Regions from separate parts of the Mus musculus genome. Here region 2 is linked to region 1. The links are chromatin contacts, called in public Hi-C maps. All regions are on one chromosome and are shown on one strand. The core of a region is the stretch at or near the end of the contact, and the rest is flanking DNA. Distances in the headings are between cores, read along the strand shown. Region 1 has its middle 16 kb from the start of Gm40602. Region 2 overlaps Gm40602 (predicted gene, 40602).

Evidence for each region. Hi-C and Micro-C count contacts between places; a contact is called where the count stands out from the background.
Region 2: a contact with region 1 is called in a Hi-C map of muscle stem cells, with 1.6 times the contacts expected there. The contact joins two enhancer-like sites. A contact is called at or near these places in 2 of 15 datasets of contacts at CTCF or cohesin (CD8 T cells and the NIH/3T3 cell line), 2 of 484 Hi-C or Micro-C datasets (muscle stem cells and myocytes), 2 of 115 datasets of contacts at active chromatin or transcription factors (embryonic stem cells and pancreatic cancer cells) and 2 of 9 other capture datasets (adipose tissue and liver).

What each region holds. Positions count from the first base shown.
Region 1 is chr10:13,041,864-13,046,731 of GRCm38.p6, reverse strand. No RefSeq gene overlaps it. Among named protein-coding and RNA genes, the nearest start is that of Gm40602, 16 kb to the left of the region's middle. Within about 2 kb of position 1,816, at least 13 of the 459 cell types and tissues checked have an H3K27ac peak or open chromatin away from gene starts, as enhancers often do. A contact at or near this core is called in muscle stem cells, where this site is marked.
Region 2 is chr10:13,080,056-13,085,091 of GRCm38.p6, reverse strand. Gm40602 (predicted gene, 40602) reads right to left here. Exons shown (of 3, transcript NR_168593.1): 2 at 3,570-3,616; 3 at 384-454. Among named protein-coding and RNA genes, the nearest start is that of Plagl1, 8.3 kb to the left of the region's middle. Within about 2 kb of position 2,486, at least 8 of the 459 cell types and tissues checked have an H3K27ac peak or open chromatin away from gene starts, as enhancers often do. A contact at or near this core is called in muscle stem cells, where this site is marked.

The sequences.
Region 1 (4,868 bases), core at 567-3,066:
AAATAAAGAGCTGAATGAATGAAGAAACCAATCCAAGATTTAAAACAACAACAACAAACCAAAAAACAAAAAACAAACAAACAAACAAAAAAAACAGAACTCAATAAAGAGATAGAATTACTGTCATAGTTTGACTCTGCTTGGCCCAGGAGTAGCACTATTAGGTGTGGCCTTCTTAGAGGAAGTGTGTCACTATAGGTATGGGCTTTGAGGTCCTATGCTCAAGTTCTGCCCAGTACAGAAGAAAGAGTCTTCTTCTAGCTGCCTTCAGGTCAAGATGTAGAACTCTTGGCTCTTCCAGTTTCATGTCTGTCTGGATGCTGCCATGCTTCTCACCATAATGATAATGGACTGAACCTATGAAAACTGTAAGCCAGCCCAAATTAAATATTTTCCTTTATAAGAGTAACCTTTGTCACGGTGTCTCTTCATAGCAATAAAACCCTAAGACACATACCCACACAGAAATGGTAGAAACAAAAACTCAATAATCCAAATTATAATCGCAGTGGAAAGCTTCGGCAAAAGAATGTATCCTAGGAAAAAGAGAGTCAGCACCGGGAGATGAAGTACAAGGGTAAGATGATGCAGGGCAGGTCAATGAGAAGCATTTTAAAAGCTAAACGGAATGGAACATGGGAGAGTTCTAGAATACCATGAAAGCAGTTAACCTATGATATTATGGGCAGAGAAGAAGACTACTATACCAAAAGCATGAAGTATGATAGAGCCCCTCAATCATAAACATAGGAATCCTATCTGTTCTGGATGGGTCTGTGTCAACTTGACACAAACTAAAATCATCTTAGAGGAAGAACCTCAACTGAGAAAATACCTCTGTATATTTAGGGTATAGATAGGCCTATAAGGCATTTTCTGTTATTGATGGGGAAGGGCCCATCTCATTGTGGGTAGAGTCACCCCTGGACTAGTGGCCCTGGGTTATATAAGAAAGCAGGGTGAACAAGCCAGTAATCAGCATTTCTCCATGGGCTCTGCATCAGCTGCCGTCTCTATGTAACTGCCCTTTTTGAGTTCCTGTCCTGACTTCTTCAGTGATGAAGTATAAGCCAAATAAACCCTTTCCTCCTCAACTTGATTTTGGTCATGGTGTTTCATTATCACAGCAAATAGAAGCCCTAACTGGATACTTACTATAAGGTTACATGTGACCTTGATCAGCCATTATTGGTCAGCCCAGAAAGGAACGTCTTTAGAGACAGTACACTATCTCCCTTGGGAATCAATCTCCTTCCTGAGAAGGAGAGACCAGTGTGCTATGGCTGTGTAACAGAATTTTTCCCTAATTAATTGATTGGATAATAAAGATGACAAGAAGCCAATCTCTGGGCAAGGAGAAGGCGGGCCTTCCAGTCTGAGAGTGGAAGAGGGAAAACAGGAAGAAGACACTCACTCCCTTTTGGACAGCGTGGTGGGAGCAAACGCAGGCAAAATGTAGACCAGGGACTGTTAGATCCAGTGGTGGAATTGCCACCGGAAATTTTCTAACATAGATTAGTTGGTGCGTTTAGGATAATAGATTCTGCACCCAGTGGTGGTGTTATCTGTTATTCTAAACTAAGATTATCTGGTGTTTTCCATTTCGAAGCAACTCAACTGAACTCCGGGGTAAAGGTAACCAGATCGAAGCATGGGTTGGCGAGAGTGTGGAGTGTGCCTCCCCCCAGATAGCCTTAGAAAATTGGGAGTGCGGAATGGTTTGGCAGCAGCTAGCCACGGGAACCAAGAGTGATCTCAGAGCTCTGGAGAGGCATAGCCAGCGTTGGTGGGAGAGGTGTTGGCAAGGGGAAACATGCAGTCACGGGCTATGTGCCAGGCTGGGAACAGACAGAGACTGCCAGCCGGTGCCTAGCCGGCAATAGCATGGATTGTTTTTTAATAATTACACACTACATGGCTGCAATGATTTCGTCATTCCCAAGCCCCTCGCCCCACCCGTATAAAGGGTAGCAGCTGGGTTTTCCCCTGGGCAAACCCCTTAATTTCCCAGAAAGAGAAATCGCCCCTCTCTGTGTGCACGAATAAATATAGTATTGTCTGTTGCAGGTCAGACTTGTCCCTTTCTGTTTTCTATCTCTTTCGGCTGCTTCAGAGATCTAACAGGAAATATTTTCAATATTCCAGGTATACAAGGCCTACAGAAAAATGGATAGGACGAGAAAAGAAATTCCCCTACAACATATGGTCAAAACATCAAAAACACAAACTAAAAGGTTATTGAAAAGCTACAAAGGTTGGGTCCCTTATAAAGTCTGGCCCATTAGAACAACAACCAATTATTTGACAGAGACTTTGAAGGCCAGAAACACCTAGGAAGATGTATTCCAAGGACTGAAAGAAAGCAAAAGATGTCTACAGAAATGCCACAAAATCTACAAAACGACATGAATCGAGACACAACTGAATACTCGCCGAATATCAATATTCTCAATGCCTCCAATAAATAGTCACAGACTCACAGATGGGTATAGGAAACAGGAGCCTTCTCCTTACTGCCTCCAAGAAACACATCTTGCCATCAACAGTAGATACTATCTCAGATTAAAAGGATAGAAAGTTATCCCAAGCAAATACAACCAGGAAACAAGCAGACATTGCTAGTCTAATAGCTGCTTTAAAAATAGACAGAATCAAAACTCACAAGAAAAGATAAGAGTCACTTCATAGTGATGAAAGGAACAGTTCACCAAGAAGACATTGCAATTCTAAACATGTACCCACTTTCATAGAGCAAATGCTACCAGATCCAAGCCCCCAGCATGGTGATAGTGGGGGGCTTCAGTACCCCACCCTCACCAATAGACAAAGTATCCACATGTTAAAAAGTAACTAGAGAAACACTGAAGTGAAGATGTTGCATGTCGTCCAGCGGCTTGGGAGGAACGGGATATGGCTGAAGCGGCAGAATCAAGCTGAAAGAAAGGGAACTAGACAGATGAGAGAAAGAATGGAGCTAAGACAACAAGGTTCTGATCAAAGCTCCATTTTACTGTTCAGAGCACCGGGTTATGAAGAAGGGGGAAGGAGCCCATTCCCACCAAATCATCCTTGGAGTCCAGTTGCAGTCCGGAACAGCTAGGCGGCAGGTAGCAGCAGTGGGAGTGGCAGACCGATTTCAGGCTTGGGGGGGGGGGGCGGTACATGAAGAGACATCATGAATCAAATGGACCTAGCAGTTATCGACAGAGCATTTTACCCCAACACTGAAGAATACACTAGAATTTAACAAAGAATGAACAAACTCTTGAGGTCACGATGCAGTCCTAAGAGGGAAGCTAACTGCCTACATTAGAATGTTTGAGATAAATCAAAACTCAAGGATACGCTTCAATGTGTTGGAATAACAATGAGGAAAATTAAGCAGCAGACAGGAAGGATCATTGAAAACTAGGGCAGAGAGTCATGAAATATAAAAAAATAGAATCAATGAAACAAAAAATGGTTCTGGGCTAGAGAGATGGCTCAATGGTTATAAGCACTGGCTACTATGCCAGAGGTCCTGAGTTCTATTCCCAGCAACCACATGGTGGCTCACAACCATCTGTAATGGCATCCAATTCTTTCTTCTCATGTGTCTGAAGACAACTACAGTGTATTCATATACATAAATTAATAAATCTAAAATAAAAAATTGGTTCTCTGAAACATGATTGAAAACCCCTTAACCTAGCCAAAAGAAACAAACAACAGATACCAATGAATTTCAGGAAATCTTAAGAACATGCCTTAAAAATCTCTATCTCATTTCATTGGAAACTCAAAAAAAAAAAATGCATTTCTAGATATGTTACCAAAATGAAGCCAAGAAAATTTTAATAATTTAAGTACATTTATGACCAGCAGTGAGGTTGAAGTGATAAAAAGACTTCTCAGTTAAAAAAAAACAAAAACAAAACACAAAACTTGAGGATTTCATTGAAGGTTGCCAAAACGTCAAAGAATTAATACCAATACTATTCAAGTTATTCCACGAAATATAAAAGGAAAGTAAGCATCCAAACATTTTTTAATGAATCTAGCATTGCCCAAGATTTAAAACACAACAGAAAAAATTTACTGGGCTGGAAAGATGGCTCAGCGGTTAAGAGGGCTTATTGATTTTTACAGAAGACCTGAGTTTGATCCCCCACCTTCACATGGTAGCTCACACTATTTCTTACTGCAGCTCCAGGGCATCTAACACCTTTTCAGATCTCTTCAGGCACCAGACATGCACGTGGTACAGACATACATGCAAGCAAAACACTCATACACATACAAGAAACAAATTAAAAAAAAAAAAGAAAATTACAGAATGATGACCATGGTGTACATAGATACAAACATTCCCAATAAAATACTATCACACTGAATTTAAAAATAATTCATCATAACTGTTTGCTTCATTTAAAAGATATAGGGATGGTTCAATACATGTAAATCAATAAATGTTATCCATTATGTAAAAAGATTCAAAGATACAAACCATTATTATCATTACAGCAAATATAGAATTTACAGATACAATACAGATACAAATATTATCATTATAGCAGACACAGAAAAGACTTATAGTAAATTTAGTATTCTTCCAGGCAATCCTACAGCAAGTGTCATGCTAAGTGAACAAAAACTCAAAGCTTTTACACTAAGATCAGGAACAAGACCCACTCTCCTGCCCCTACTCAATACAGTGGCAGAATTTTGCTTCAGCAATGTAATACAGGAAGGAAATGCAGGGATACAAATAAGAAAAGAAACCAAAGTATTCCTATTTGCAGATGATATGATGCTCTTAAAAGATCTAGAAGTCTCCACCAAAAAAACAAACATCTTAGAGATGATAACTTTAGGCAAGATGGCAGGAT
Region 2 (5,036 bases), core at 1,237-3,736, 38 kb before region 1:
TTCTTCTGAAACTCAAGGAGTACAAACTAGCCTCTAACTCAGGTGATGCTCCTGTCTGGGGGTAAGATGCATAAACCACATGTCTGACTGTAAAATTACCTTATGAAGCTAAACATGTGTTTGCCTTATAATCCAGGACCCTGACTCTTATTTAGCTAAGGGAAAAGATACTGTGTCTATAAAACTACTTACACACAAGTGTTCAGGTTAGTTCCAAACTAGAAGCTCAAATGTCAGCAATAAAACGCACTGCTGTTCTAAACAGTCCTAAAGGAATAAATAAAACGGCATTCTGTATGCAAGAAATTACATGGGAAAGTAACATACTGCATGTCTTGGCTTCTCTTACTGTTTCTGCGATAAAATATTTTGACAAAATCAGCTTAGTTGGAAATAGGTTTATTTCAGCTCACAGTTCACAGTTGCAGTTCCTCATGGCTGGTCATATTTGCACCTGCAATTACAAAAATTTTTAAAAATTATTTTAAAAATTAAAAAAACAAAGAAACAGATGAATGCATGCTTCCTGTTTTTCTGCTCCCCCTTTCCACATACAGTACAAGATCCCATGCCTAAGAAATGCTCCCACCAAAAATGAGCCAGGCTTCCCACATCGGTTGATATGATCAAGATCACTCACACATACACACACACACACACTTGCGCTCACACACATGCACACAAGCATATGCCAGCTAGCCTGGTCTACATAGTAAGGTTCCAGCCACAAGAGAAACCCTGTCTCAAAAAGTGTGAGGTACAAAAGGATGACATACCACGCTGTCCTCACCTCCATATACATACACATGCTTATGCACATAGACACACCCAAGTGCACATATATACACATGCACACATAGAAATAATTTTGAGAAATGGGTAGAGGACTGGTAGGTAAACTGAGGGCCCAACAAAACAGTATTGGGGAGGAAAGAAACTGTGAGGGCTGAAAAACCATCAGCTAAATCTTTGGACTTCAGAGGAAGCCAACCCCAGGGTGAAAAAACAAAACAGAAATCTGGAGTTTGCACAAGCTAAATTGAGGAAGACCCTTCTTACAGACCCAGAATGAAAGGCCTAAGATAGAGAACTGCCAAGCACCCAAAGCTGACTGTGAACTACTAGGGTAAACTAAATGGAATATTTGCAGTCTATATAGTCTAGTCTATATATCCTTGCAAAAAACAGAATTACGGGGTCACCAAAAGGGGGAAGAGTAATTTTTACTGGGAAGAGACTTACTAGAATCTGCCTTAAAAAGAACTTAAAATTAGTACCATTTCTACTTTGAGGTGTACATAGCAAGGATAAGAAAGGCATCTATTTCTTACAAGTAATATAATTACAGGTGAAACAAAGAAAGAGAGAAGGAAAAGAAGGAAAGAGAGAGAAGAAAGAAAGAAAGAAAGAAAGAAAGAAAGAAAGAAAGAAAGAAAGAAAGAAGAGAAGAGAAGAGAAGAGAAAAGAAAAGAAAAGAAAAGAAAAGAAAAGAAAAGAAAAGAAAAGAAAAGAAAAAAAAGAAAAGAAATCCTTCCTATGTGGAACACACATCCAAAGGCTATGAAATCAATGTGTGGAAGAGTCATCTGTACTCCATGCTCACAGCAGCTCTATGTCCAACAACTAGGTTATGGAATCAAGCTAAAAGATGAGTGGATTAATGCTTCTTTGAGGGTGACTGAGAACTGCACTAGTCAATGGTAAAATACATCTTTAACGACTTAAGCCAGGCAGGGTGGTGGTGATGCATGCCATTAATCCCAGCATTCAGAAGACAGAGGCAGGCAAATCTCAGTGAGTTCGAGGCCAACCTGGTCTACAGAGAGAGTTCTGGGATAGCCAGGGTTACACACAGAAACCCTGTCTCAAAAAAACCAAAAAAACAAAAAACAGTGGGGAGAGGGAGAGGGAGAGAGATGGATTTAAGCCAGGTAGTACACAACTTTAGTCCCAGTACTTGGTACATGGATCGCTGTGAGTTCAAGACCAGCCTGGTCTACAGATCAAGGTAGCATATGTCTAAATGGAATAGCCTTCCACCTTTAAAGAGAACACTGAGGATTTTGTTAAGTGTATAGGCTGGGCACAAAGAAGCAAGTACTACATGACCTCACCTACATGCACAACATGAGAAATCAGACTCATGGGAGAAAAAGGATTATAACCAGGGTATAGGACTGAAGATCTATGGATTAAAGGTTACAGGATTTTAGTTATATAGCACCAGATAACAATAAAAGAAAATCATTAAAAGAGGACTGGGGCTGTAGTTCAGCTAGTAGAGACCAGCTTTGCATGCTTGCAAGCATGAAGAAGCCCTGGCTTTCATCCTCAGCATCGTGTAATCCAAGCATGGCATTGTACACCTGTTGCATGTAATAAATAAAAAATCATCCACGCTATCGCCGGCTTGGCACCGGCCGGCTGTCTCCGTCTGTTCCCAGCCCAGCACACAGCCCGAGACCATCTGTCTCCCTTAGCCAAAGCCTCTCCCGAGCTCTGATAGCTCTCTTGGTCCCCACAGGCAGCTGTGGGTGTGCTCTCGCCAGCCTTCACGCCACTCAATGCCTTTCCCCTGGAGCTCCTTGCCCAATCTTCTCGTCCCAAAGCCTGGCTGAATTCTGCCTCTGCTAAGTTCTTTCCCTTTAGCCCACCTGAGTCGCCACCAAATGAAAAACACCAGGCAACCCTTGTTTAGAATCAACAGATAACACAGTCGCTGGGCACGGAATCTATCATCCTAAATTTATCAACTATTCAATGTTAGAAATCTTCCTGATGGACTCTGCCACCAGACCTAACAATCCACGGCCTACATCCTGTCCACCTTGCTCCCACCGTCCAAAAGTAGGTGCCTGTCTCCTGCCTTCCCTCTTCTTCTCTCGGACCGAAGGCCCGCCTCCTCCTCACCTCCTCCTCACCCAGTATTTGGTTTCTTGTCGTCTTTATTAATTAGGAGAAAATTCTGCTACACACACCTATAAACGCAGTCCTTAGGAAGCGAAGGCAGGAGGATCAGAAGTTCATGGTTGTCTTTGTCTACATAGTGAGTTCAAGGCCAGTCTGGAATACATGAGACCCTCTCAAACAAATAATAAAAGTATTAATAAGTTTTGGGTTGGAGAGATGGCTCAGCGCTTAAGAGCACTGACTGCTCTTCCAGAGGTCCTGAGTTCAATTCCCAGCAACCATATGGTGCTCACAACCATCTGTAACGGGGATCCAATGCCCTCTTCTGGTGTGTCTGAAGACAGCAACAATGTATTCACATACATGAAATAAATAAATCAATCTTAAAAAAAAAGATAATAAGTTTTAAGCTCTCTCACTATAAAGCAATGGCAAGTCTGGGGAAGACAAGGTATATAAAATAGCTTGGGGTAGCCATTCCACAGGATGTGTGTATATCATGTTTCACCCAACATATACAATTTCAAGTGTCGATTATACAAACAGAACAATGGAAATCAAAATGGATCCCTACTACTCTAACCCGGATTTAAATTATCCCAGTAACAAACTTTTTAAAAAGCATCATCCATAATATCAAATTAACAATTTACACATACCTCCTAAATCAAGATGCTGAAGGAAGTACCTCACACCCATAACAGTCCTGCAAGAAAACATAGTCTCAATATTTAAATGATGGAGTAATTAGCAAACCAAAATTGAAGTACATAAAAAAGTTTAGACTTAAAAAAACATCATTTACAATGAGAACAAGTCTGCGATTCCAGAGTAAATGAGATTCACAACACTAAACTAACACTCAATATCCAAACAACTTCTGGGTTGCTTGTTTTACTGCTCTTTCATCACCAAAACACTAAATAGATTTGAGTGTGCACTGTCCATTGAGTACTGGGTTGAGTTTCCTGAGGACACATAACGGCTCTGCGGTAATCCAGGAGAATGTCACTGTCCCTAGGTAAGATACGCCGAGGGATTCGAGACAATCACAAATCTAATTTACCTGTTCAATGAAATAAATAAGCATGCATACATCATGCAAGGAAGGAGCAGAGAGCTATACTGTACTATTCTTTCGGCTTCTTACTTAGAAAGATTTCCAGACCACAGAATCCCTCCGGTCAGATGTGCACATCTAATTAGGATGCTCCTTAATTCAGGCTGTTCAGAATTTCCCAGAGGCCCCGGGACAAATGCAGACATAATTCCCAACGGAGTTGTGTTCAGTGTTGCCCGCCAGATCTTACTGAATTGTTTCTTACACATCCCCCGCACCCCATATTGTTGCATCCAAGTAGGAACCCCCAGGGTGGCACTGTTTGGAGCCAGAGCCCTTGAGAAGCTCAGGATGGGATTGGAGTCTTAGGAAGGGACACCACAGAGCCAGCTTGCTCCCACCTGGCCCCCTCCCCTTCCTTTTCCAACCAAAACCCACTGCATGCAAACCAGGGGGACCTCTGGGGTCACACTTGCTGCACTCCCAGCCGGCAAGACTGTCACAAATTATGTTGCTGTTTAAGGCTCCCCGTCAGAGCTGACAGACAAGCCTGGGACATAAGAGGCTGCTAAGTGTAGAAGAAAGAACTTCCGAAAGCCTTTCCACTGGTCATCTAGTTGAAGCCTGCACTACACTCCTCCACAAAACCATTAGGATGACAGAAGCATGATGGTAGAGGGCAGGAATGGACACTACGTAGGCAATGAGTCACCCAGACGATGTGTCTGGTGCGTCCACATGTGTCGCGTTCACTAACTGAAGCTGGGCAGAAAAGGACTTCACACTCATGGTTGAATTAATCACGCCACAGGGTAGGCAGGGTAAGAAACTTTGCCAGTTTGACTTTGTCTGAACATTTTTTTAGGGAATTTTAGTTGTTATTCTAGGGTTTTATTAACTGCCTGTACATAACCTACCAGGTACTCTGTACTATTGTATTGCTCTTGGTGAGCATTCCAGTATCTGTTCTGCTCCTCAGAGGACATTTTTTCAGGGAGAAGAAATATGAAATGTGTGTGTATGTGTGTTGTGTATGTGTATATGAGTGGATGGTTTTGTGTGTCTG